Linked DNA regions of Gossypium hirsutum: region 1 is linked to region 2. Evidence: chromatin contacts called from public Hi-C data. All regions are on one chromosome and are shown on one strand. The core of a region is the stretch at or near the end of the contact, and the rest is flanking DNA. Distances in the headings are between cores, read along the strand shown. Region 1 has its middle 63 kb from the start of LOC107893670. Region 2 holds the start of LOC107893670 (probable WRKY transcription factor 57).

What was found. A called contact is a pair of places that touch in the nucleus more often than the background predicts.
Region 1: a contact with region 2 is called in a Hi-C map of leaf, with 2.2 times the contacts expected there. The contact joins the enhancer-like site here to the promoter of LOC107893670 in region 2. A contact is called at or near these places in 8 of 34 Hi-C or Micro-C datasets (callus, hypocotyl, leaf and 1 more).

What each region holds. Positions count from the first base shown.
Region 1 is chrA13:32,291,453-32,297,618 of Gossypium_hirsutum_v2.1, forward strand. No RefSeq gene overlaps it. Among protein-coding and RNA genes, the nearest start is that of LOC107893670, 63 kb to the left of the region's middle. Within about 2 kb of position 4,364, at least 1 of the 9 cell types and tissues checked has an H3K27ac peak or open chromatin away from gene starts, as enhancers often do. A contact at or near this core is called in leaf, where this site is marked.
Region 2 is chrA13:32,227,148-32,233,187 of Gossypium_hirsutum_v2.1, forward strand. It overlaps LOC107893670 (probable WRKY transcription factor 57), which reads right to left and starts at 4,556. Exons shown (of 5, transcript XR_005908121.1): 1 at 3,688-4,556; 2 at 2,406-2,549; 3 at 1,363-1,742.

The sequences.
Region 1 (6,166 bases), core at 3,114-5,613, 64 kb after region 2:
ATACTAGATAATTTGTTATTCTAAGTGTAGAATAATTAGTTCAATTAGTTAATGTGTATAATAGGGTAGAGGCAAAAACCTAAATGAAAATGTATAAAGTGTAGCATAGGATGAATAAAGTATATGGATCCTTGTAGATAAATAATTTGAATTGTTAATTGATCGTTTAAATAGATGTATGCTTGAAAGAATTGGTGTTATGTGATTGATTCGGGAAAGACCTTAGGCATTTTTTGAAATAGCCTAGAGCCTAAAAGCTTACCTACTACTATGTACCCCTAGTTCCCATATCTTTTAGCCTCGAGTACCCTTTTCTTGTAAGCCTTAATATTAAAGCCTCAAGCCTAAATGTGTCTAGTAATAAATCCTTCTCAGTTTCATTCTGTAAAATGTACTACGTAATGGACGTCGGGCCATAAACATTGAGGATTAGGTAGAAACATTATGTTGGCTTTGTATGTTAAAAAATAAATGAAGGGATTACGTAAGTTAGTATGTAATATAAAAAAGTAAACGAAAGAGTGCAAGATAAAAAAAAAAGAAAGCTAAATCAAAATTAAGCTCGAAATTGAGAATCTTTCAAAAATTAACCTTAAAACCTAAATAAATTTAATTAACTTGTTAGAATGAAATTGTGATGACTAATTAATTTAATTTTCACTTTGAACTCTAATTATTTGATTATAATTTACCTAAATAATAATTTGAAGAAATTAATTTAATTACTAAGTAGTTTCTTAATCATAGCGAGAAAGCAATTAACGACAAATAGTAATACATGCAATCTATTTCTCTAATTCGTTGTTTTCATATTTTGATATCATTGATTTGAATGCAAACCATCAAGGTTATACCAAGCTAGTGAATGGACCGGTTGAACATATATAATTATGGTTTATAATTTGTAACTAAGTTTTGACTCTTTATCTATTAACACAATATTATTTAGTCATGGAGTTATTCTACTAAAGTACTATGACTGAGCTCTCCTTATTATATACCATTATAAAAGCTACTTATGAAGTCCTTGTCCAATGACCTTGTCATATATGTGTTACCCTCAAAGGACATGTTCTCCCAATTTGATTCTATTTTATCTCATAGTAATCATTACAACTTCTTTCATAAAAAAGTCAATTACTAACACATATTAATTAAATAATTCATTGATCTGTCACAATTCATTGTGGTAAATTAAGCTCGTTTCACCACTTAATGAGCTTGTATTTAGGAGTTTTTATATCTTTTAATTATGCTTTTAGATTTAGTTAGTTCTGAATTTGAATTTAATAAATTGAGCTTTTAAGTGTTGTTTTGTGACCTTTTAGGCTGATCCAAGCCTAAGGAGGAACTAACACATTGATTGAGTGTGCAGGACAATATTCTTGGCCAATGAGTTAGTGGGTTGCCTTGAATGTCGCAACATTCAAAGGGAATGTCGCAAAAACAAAGGAAGCCTCAATACTTAGTAGAATTTCGAACACAACTTCAAGAGGTGAGTTATGGGAGATGATGTCATGACATCTATAAGCCATTTCGAACACAACTTTAAGAGGTGAGTTACAGGAGACGATGTCATAACATCCATAAGCCAAAGTCGCGACATCCAACTTTGAATCTAGGAAGTGAGCTACGAGAGATGATGTCGTAATATCCACAAGCCAAAGTTGTGACATCCAAATTCGAGTCCAAAGGGGGAGCATATAGCCTTCAAAGTCACGACATCAGTTATAGGGTGTCGCGACACCAGTCCGACGAGGCCCAAAACTAATGGACGGGTGTTTTTGTCAGCACAATCATATTTAACTTGTTAATCGACCTATATTTAACCTAATTAGGTCATACTACACAAATACTATAGGTATCAGCTCAAAAACAACAAATTAGGGGTTCGAAAGACAAATTTTCATACTTTTTCATTCTTTCTTCAGTTTTCAGTTCTTTAGATTAGGTTTTCTTTTATGTTTCTTAAGTGGAATTCTTCTATTCTAAAGTTGAGACAGTGCAGGCGGAGGATGTTCAGGACAAGTGCTTTTACATTGATTAATCCATGAGCATTCTCTTTCTCATTCTTTTATTTATATATCTTTCATTAATTCGGTTAATTGAATGTTTATATGAAGATAAGAATACAACTTTTGCTTGATAAATATTTTTCATGATTTGGTTGCTTAACTGAGTACTCGATTAAGTAAATAGTTATTTGAAATTAGGTATTTATTTAAGTTTGCTAAAGAACTTATTATATTAAGATTGACAACCGTAGTAAAACATCTAGACAATTGAGATTGAAAAGGTATTCTGATGGGTAAGCCTTTAAGTAGACTTGTGTTGAGACCGAGTGGACATTTTAGGTAATAACTTTTATCGAAGATAAGACCCGAGTGGGTATTACTAGTTAAGGGTGGTAAATAACTCAATGGCGGGTGATTATCGACTTAATTAAGAATTAGTAATTTGATTGATTATAGTCTAAGTAGCTCGCATTGTTGAAACTAGGAATAGGAAGTTCCGATAGTTGAGTTTAGGTTTAGTTTAATTTCATTAGTTTAATTGCCATCTTAAATTAGAATTTGCACTACTAATTCATAATTCGATTAGACTAGTAATTATTTCTAATAATTAATTTAAAAATAGTTTTCACCAACCTAGCAATCCCTTGGGTACGATACTTGGAATAATTCACAATGTTTTTTGTAAACTAAAACTATATTACAATTTAACAAGTTCGCTTGTAGATACCGCACTTCACTTCGATATTTAAATTGCATAATTCTAAGCCCCAATGCATGCACGGTAGGGCACAATCATTCGTCTTTAGAAAAATGATTTGTGACCACGTTACTTTTCCATCTATCACATAATGCCCATAAGAGGATATCATGTACCCTTATTGGGCTATGAATTCCCTATTGCAAGTGAAGTTTTGTCATTATACTCAATATTCCAGCTTTCAACTCGATTACCAATTTAACTCACGCTTTTAATACATCAAAGTATACAAGACACACACACATAGTTCATCACTTGTGTAGGATTGAGGTAAGCCATATTATAGAGTCTCAAGTGATAAGCTCATAAATGGATCTAGGATTTATGCTACTTGGATATGTTTGGTGTATTGTTAGTCCAAACAACAACTCTATGTCTCCAGCTTCTGGGAGTCATCCGCTTCGGTACCCAATATATGGTATCTTCCTAATTGGACTTAATAAATGAGATAATAATATTTTAATTTATTTTCTCAATTTCGATTAGACTATAAATCATTTAAACTATCTACTAATATAAGTTGTTTTCTCACATTGCGATACAACTATATAATGCAACTTAGTATTAGTTAATTGTTAAATAATTAAAGAGTTATTATTTTCTTTCATTTTGCTTTACGTGTAAAAACTCATTGAGGAAACTATACAAGAGATATTGATGAGAAAAATGAAATTGTATTAAATAAATTTGTTTAAAAAATTACAAATACATTGATGATATTACTACACAAACAACACTAGATCTTAACAAGTAATATCTAATATATCACTTAACAAAAAATTCCATGCTACTTTAAGTGGATTTATATATATTAACTTTTGTCACATTCACTATGTGAGTGAGAAGAAAAGAAAATTATAGAATATATATTTATTTTTTAAAATTTATGGTAGTCTTTTATTTTAAGGAAAAAGTAATGGTATATTTTTAAGAAAGTAATTTTTTTTATACAATATTAGAGGTAGGGATGGGATTATACGATTTGAACTCGTGTTAAACGAGTATTTGAAAAAAATTTTAATCATCAATCCATTCAAGTAATATTTTAAGTGAAATGTTTTCTTTTAGAAAAAGTGATTAAGTTATTTTATTTAAATATGTTATATATTAAAATTTAAATACAAAATTATCCTTAAAATATTTGTTAATTTTTTTAAAAAAAATTGAGTTAGTAGTCTTTTACTAATAAAATTTAAGCTATTTTGACGAAGTTACTCTTAAAAGATTCAATATAGGGTTGTTAGTTTTTGTTCTTTTGAAATTTTATATCATAAAGTAACTTGCATATAATATATATATATATATATATATATGGTTGAGTCATATAGAAAACCTCGTTATGAAATTTGAAAATATATTTCAAAATTGTTTAATTATATTAGTAGTGTTGCAGTAGACCATCAAAAAGCCAAACTGAATTTCCAGTATCTTCAAAGCTTTGTATCCATGGCTGAAAAAAAAAATCTAGAAAATTCACCCTGGTTTTGTTTTGTTAAAATGAAGAAGGAAATCAAGTTAAACTTAGGCAGGTGCAGTCGCATTCAGGGTTTGAGGACCACTTTTTCTCTTATTTCCGAAGTTGCCAAACAGGTTGCAGGCAAGCCACTGGATCCCATTGAAGATGATCAAAGTTTTCAGGTATAATGTGAGTGGACCAATACCCCTTTCATTTTCCATTTTTGGTTTACTTTCGCTGTCATGAAATGATAGCCGTCACAACCCTAATCCTATGGCAGATGCTTTGTTTACATTATATATATTCCTGCCTACATAATAAAGCAGTTTATGTGCCGACAATCCTACTACTAATAATGCTAATACGGGATTTTAAGCATTATACCTGAGATTTGGCTTCTGCTGCTTATAAATTAATGACAAGTTTTAATAAATTGAAGGTTCTGTATGATTAAAATTTAATTTACTGACAAGGGGGGGGGTTTCTCAAATCATGTTTTTACATTTCATTAATAAAGGATTTTTCATTACAAAATAAGAATTTCAATTCTAAAATATTGAACAGCATACCTATATCATTGTATGGATGATAATAAAAATAAAATTAATGAAAACAAAAATGCCCTTCCAAAAAAGAGATTTACATGAGAGCTCATAGGTTTTTATTTATTTATTTATTTAAAAGTGAAATACCTTTACAACAATATGCGAGAGAATTTGAGAATGGAAGAAGTTTAAGAAAAAATAAGTGAAGTAGGTAGTTTTATAATTTAAATAATTGTAAAATTCAACATTATTATTAATTAATATATTTGAACATTGTTCACTTGTATTCATGGGCGAGGTTGGATTCCTGTACAACATTAGTACACTTTATATACAAATTTCAAATTTTCTCAAATCCATTTATATTTGTAAATAGCTAATTTAAACTCATTTTAGACTTGCAAAAATATATTATTTTTAATTTAATATTTGCTAATTTATATGTTTTTATTTTTTTTTGAAATTTTAAACATAGACATCATATTTTTTTTAATGTTTACACTATAGAGTTATATATATCAATATTTAGAGCATAGGTGTGTTTTTAAAAAAAATGTAATAAATAATGAAATGTAATGTTTGAAATTAATAGTAACACATATACAATACATACAAAATTCAAATAAAAAACTAACTTAAATGAGAGTAAAAAGAAATTTAAATAGGTAAATATATCAGATTAAGAATATTAAATGTACTCCAATTGTTTATTATAGTACTTTCAGTTTTCTTAAATTAGTATTGAGTTGATTTTTAACGTTGACACCAATATATACAAATTTTATGCTGGTTTTATAAAAAAATGTATAAAGATAAAAGTTCCATTGTAAGAATTAACTTATTCAAATACATAAGGTAGATTAGTAACCTCCCAACTAATTCGATGTTCGGTTGACTCATGACACTAACTTAATCAGGGATTTAAGTTACAGTATAAATATATGAACTTGGGTGAAACAATTTGGATAATAGCATTGGAATATATAAAAAAAATAGAATAAAACTTTAGTTGAAGTGGCAAAGAAAAAATAGAATAAAACATTGACATGAGTTCAAATTTTATAATGATTTTATGTAAAATGTAAAAAGACAAAAGTACCCTTTTAAAAATATAACTTATTTAAAAAATGTAAGGGTAGTTTAGTAATCTCTCAACTGAGTTGATGTCCAGTTAACTCGTGATATCAACTTAGTCAGGGGTTTAAATAATAGTATAGATATACAATCGATAAATATAATACGATGCACGAAACAATTTATGATAATGTATTGGTTGAATGGTTTAAATAATAATATAGATATATGATTGATGGAGGTATTAAAATGTATAAAACATTTCATCATAAAGTTTTGGTTTAGCGGTAAAACTAAAATTTTTTTGACCCAAATATGA
Region 2 (6,040 bases), core at 3,306-5,805:
AGAAATTTATGAAATAAGAAATTTAAATTTTGATATCATTTGTTGTTATAAATTATAAGAATAAAATGCATACAAATAAATAAAATTATTGTATTTTACTATTAAATAGACATCTAACAAAAATATACTAATAATCATGAATACTATGTTTCCAATTGTGTTAACACTCAAACAATATTTTTAAAACCCAAATTCTCAGATGTTATCTAAAAATTTTTTTATCCAAACTAAAAACCCCTACATCTCTTGCCAATGCACATAGATAGTGACTTGTGAGGTGTATTTAGTAGTTTATTAAATGTACTTTACGGATGACCCTTTGGGTTCAAACTTGAGAACCACATGTTAAACATCAATCCAGAAGATTCTATTGGTTATTAATTGTCTTTTCACTATTCGTAAAGATATAATCTCAATTGATCCAGTGTCTTGAAAGGCCTTTCAGGATCCTTGATTAAGCGTAATAAAAAGGGTAACATCAAAGATATAATAGGGCAGTCCACAAAAACTAGTACCCAATAAAAACTATGCAACAGACGCTAGTCATCATGTATTGCTGCGAGGGAACAAGTAAATAAATCACAAAGATGAACGTGACCTACCATATCATTGTTTATATATACATCAATGATTAAGGTCGTGGTCGGTTAGTTCTCCAATACAATTTATCGTTCCAAGGTAGATTAGGACTGGTCTACAAATGTCAAAAAAGGGTTCTATATCTCATTCTTGTGGGGTTAAATAGCCAAATATTAATCACAGTGGTCCATTAGCTATACTAGCTAAGAAGCTCCAGTCCTGTGAAGGCCTCGTGACCATAGGAGGCTGAATCTTATCAGTAACTAAGCTGAAGCCCTAACTAGTAAAATACTCGGTACTTAATCCCATATTCATCCACCATACCCTTTCTTTCCTAAGTCAAGATTGTAATTTTATTGACCCAGAAGCGGAACTACAACATTTCAATCCTAGAGGTTCTTCCAGGTTCTAACCATAGAACATCAGCCCAGGGCCAAGCCACCGTTCATCAAGTTATAACCTAACAGAAACTATAAACTAATACTTTCCAAAAAGTAATCCCCCTAACTTCAAGAGGAAAGAAGTTTTATCTTCTTGACGCCTTCATACTGGTTGTTCCTCTTGAGTTAAATATATAAAAAAAGTTTGATACTATAGTCCTCTCCCTCAACCCTTTCACTCAACAACAGTCAACTTACAAGAAGCATATGTATACATTCTAGAAATAAGCACACAAACAAGTGAACAGAAACAGTACAAGAAATTCAGGCAGATTAAGCGTGTCAGAGTTATAATATGGCAGCGTGACAATTTGTGAACTCAAGTGAAGGAAGCTATGCATACCATATTTTCTTTCTCACGTCCTACGCATGCCAGGAGGCACAATATCTCCAAGTAACCCTTCATCTTTTGGCAGCTGTGAGGTGGGTTCTGGCAGCGCACGAGATTCTCTTACCTCAATGGGCAGTTGCTGTGACTGCGTTGTGCTTGGAGAAATTCCCCTATGTAACTGTACCCCTTGTGAATAATAAAATTGAGAGACTCCAGGAGTAAACTGACCGGCAAAGGCAGCTTCATGGCTGATGAGTCCACCACGGGGGAAACCGACACTATGATGACAGTGTTGACCTTCATATGTAGTAATGACGATGGTGGGATCTTCAGAGGATCGTTCCACCCTCTTCTTCACTGTACATTTGCTGTTTGTGCAGCGATAGTAACTCCTGTAAAATTAAATAACTGGCTCAGCTTTTGCGCAAGATTCTGAAAATTTTCTTTCCATCAATTAATAATTTGCCTGAAGCCATAATTGATTTTTGTTACTCTACATGTGCTTCATAAATTTGATCTCACTTTAGGTAATGCATAGAGATGGTGCATTCTCACATAAAATATGGCTGAATTAAGAAAAAAAGTATTTATGCAGTTGAAAAATAAGATTAGTCAAATTAATAATTAAAAGGATCGTGGACCTAAGATTTAGAGAAGGTTTTAATCTGCATAGACACGTCTTATCAATCATATAATGAACTGATGGAATCTCATCCTATGACACAATAGTGGTTTAATAATCAACGTATTGGACTTTTGTTAAAGAAAGATATCATTAACTCTAGTTTATAACCCTTTGATTTCGGAGCATCTTTTGTCAATGAACTGATGGAATCTCCTATAATAAAGAGCAAAGAAGGTAGAATTCATCAAAACACAAACTTCTGAAAAGAAAAATTTTTATTATAATATTGGAAAGTGAAAATATGGTTTACAATGTTTCACTTTGAAGTTTATTTTGTTGAACAGAAAACAGGCATTGAATCAAGATTGAAAAGTGGATAATATGTCAGTTTTCTCTCAATCATATTCATAATAGAGAAATAGCAACAGACCTAGGAAATGGACTATTTTTAACAGCTTTTTGTCCATATTTTCGCCATCGGTAGCCATCTTCAAGATGATCAACTTCACTCTTGGTCATAAAAGCAAAACGTGGCTGCCTAATTCGCTTTTGCCCCTTCTTCCTCACCTTACTCCTACAAAAATATTCCACCTACAAATGATCAAAATGGAAAGAAAAAAAACCTAAAACAAAAGATTTTTTCTTTAAAAAAGGTTGATGCATATGTTTTAATCTACTTGCTAAATATTAAATCAGTGGTTCATTACTTGTTATTCTCCCATGCATCAGTGTGTTAATCTTTAACAAAAGATAACTATAATCAAAATGTCCGGGACCTGTCTAAGCAATTTCAAGCTATGTAATTGAAAGAAATATGAAACTTGCAACTACTAAGGTAAATATCTCCAATGTAATCAAGAAAATAACTGAAAAATATTTATATACTTTATATACTGCAATGTGATGAAAATCAAGTTTCTAAGTAAGACAATGAACTTTCTAATACCATGAAAGGCATCAATATGGGAGAAACCCATGATTTTATGAGATGTCTGATCAATGCCCATTTACAGCAAAGAACATTTTATGAATCTAAATGCTACTAAATGTCAATAAATAAAGTTATAGTTTTTCTATTTCTTTTTCAAGAATGCATTTAAAAAACAGGCAGTAAGTAAAACTATAAACCGCATTTCCCGATTCCTGAAACAATGAAAACACATCTCGGTATATATTGCTTGAGAGAGGGGATGAATTCAGAACAAAAGACAGACTTCATACCAAAAAAAGGAACATGTTCCTAAATTATTCTAATTTGCAGTATCTAAGATTAAAGAGGATTTTCCCAGCTATACTTCCGCTTTTTACCTAAAAAAAAAAAAGATTTCTCAAAGCAAAGCACGCCATTCCCGCCGCAATAACGGCGGTGTTGAAGGCCACTTCGTTAATAGGCAAAAAGTCGCTGTTATTTTTCGCCCTCTCTATTTGCCTTAATTGGACCAATTATTTCCCTAAATTTACGAAACTGCCTCAACCCTTCTTCCCCAACTTGCATGAAACAAGGTTGTTATATTTTTTTTATACAGTTTCGCTGTACGGACACCGAAATTTGCATGACTTTTGATACGGTGGCTTTTATTACCATCTGTCATTTTTGCCCACCGAAATCGTACTTAATTACAACTCAGTCTCATAAAGTAGCACAAAACAACAAAAGATAAAGGTTTTTAAAATTATTTTTTAACTTTCATCATTGGTTCACTAGTACTCACGGTATCTCAGGCGGTTTCCCGCCGAAGCCCGTAGATTTCTCCGGCGGATCCTCGCTGGAGCTCGACGACACTGACGGATTCGATGTCGGCACTTCAGCTGACCCGACCGGATTCGACGCTGCCCCTGAACACGAATCACCAACGCCACCAGCTGCACCACAGCTTTGCGATTGCGAGCCGCTACAATTTCCCGCCAAACCACGACTGGCGTCGGTTCGGTCTAGTTCACCGAACCTTTCAATCTCATCGGCATGGTCCGGTTGTAGAATATTCCAACCAAACTCACTCAGTATACTGCTTTCCCTATCGAAGAAGTAATTGATGCTATCGGAGACTGAGTCAGGTCCAGCAAGTGTCCAGCTCGAGCTCGAATCGGATTTAAACTCAGTCCCAGCTGGATCAAGCCCCTCTTTATCTTCCATCCTCTAAACCTTCATCCAAAAAAAGAATAGAACATACAAAGAAAATAACAGGATTCAAAGCACGTCCAAATGAAATCTAAAAGAAAACGTAGAGAGAAAATAAAACAAAAAAAAGGAATGAAGGAGAGAGAGCTAGGGTTTTTGGCTAGTTTTTTTTTCCCGTCGTCCAAACAGAAAAAGAAAAAGAAAAAGAAAAAAAAGGAAACTGAAAAGTACGCGCGAGTAAGAGAGATTGGGGGAGAATAGACAAAAGATAAGTTCAGAAAAATCGGCGTCAACTGAAAATAGTGACGGGAGTTTGATATTTAAGCAAAGGAGGTGAAAGAAGATGAAGAGCAAGGGAAGCGGGTGTGCGTGGGCCCACGCGCATGAATGAAGAGAAAAATAGAAAGAGATACTTTCCGACATAAGCATGTTTTTTTCCCTCTCTTGGCAATGCTTTTTTTAATGTTAATTTTTTCCTCAAGCGTTCGGGTATTTGAGATATACCTTGAATTTTATTTAAATTTGAATTAATTCTAATTTTAAATAAAATAAAAATAAACTTTCTCAATATTATTTTATCTATACATGATATTCGTGGGATATTTTTTTTTGAAGGACATCCAGTTTATTCCATTCAATAGATGTTGAATGTTAATTTATTTTATTTTTGAAGTTGCAAGTAACTATATCAATTATTTTAATGAGAATTAATCATTTTAGGATAAAATAATTTTAATTCAAATTTAAATTAATTAATTAAACTCAACTATCGAAAATAATTTTCACAAACCTGATACTCAAAAGTCCTAATCAATTATTTTAGGGTAAATTACATTTAAGTTCACTAAACTATTAGTAAGTTTATGTTTTAGTCACTCAATTTCAAAAATTTACAAAATGATCGTTGAAATATTCTAAACTTTTCATTTAAGTCACTGATGTAATAACCCAATTTTCAATGGTGTTGAAAAATGGTAGTTTCAGAACCCCATTTCCAATGAGTGATAATAATATTTACTAGTTTATTTTGAATTATATTGAATTTTGGTTTAGAAATTCTATTGAATTGATAATTAATTAAAGTACAGATGCAATGACCCTAAAGTTAGTGGTGTAGAAAAAAGAGGTATCACGACCTCATTTCTGCAAACCAAGCATGTAAATATTTACGGACTTATTATATAGGTGAATTGAATTTTGAATAAATAATTTTTTCGAATTAGTAACTAATTAAGGTACAAATACTAAATTGTAAAAGAGATAAAATTTAATTACTATGAAATTATAATTAATTGAAGGACCGATTGAGGAATTGGACCCTTCCAGTAATGTCAAACGGTAGTGGACGTTGTTTGTCACCCGCTTAATTGATTACTTAAGATTTATTAAATCCAATTAGATTAATTAAATATAAAACTAGACATATAAGTAAAAATTAAAAAGAAAACACATTATATTTACCAAAAGAAAAGGAAACACATTATTTCTTCCTTTTCCTTCTCCACGAAAACAAGAAGGAAAAATTGGGGTTTTGAGTTTGAACTTCAGTCCTTCAAAATAGGTAAGTATACAAGTTCATTTCTTGTAATTTTTATGTTTTCAAGGTTGTGGTAGTTTGATTTAGTTAATCTGTATTTTATTTTTCGAAATTGCCAAAGTTTCAAAATATTTCCATTGATGAATGCTTGAAGTTATTGGTGTTATTTGGTTAGATTTTAAGCTTAGATATGAAAAAGGACTAATTTGTAAGGTTTAATTGTTAATTTTTAACATAGGGACTAAAGTGTAAATATTTAAAATTGAGGATAAATTTATGTAATTATGGATAATAGAGGGCTGTAGAAAGAAGTAATTGAAATCGGATTGTAAATCAAATCTTAAATTTGAAAGATATAGCTATTTTGGTTTTAAGGACTAAATTAAATAAAATGCAAAAATTTAGGGAA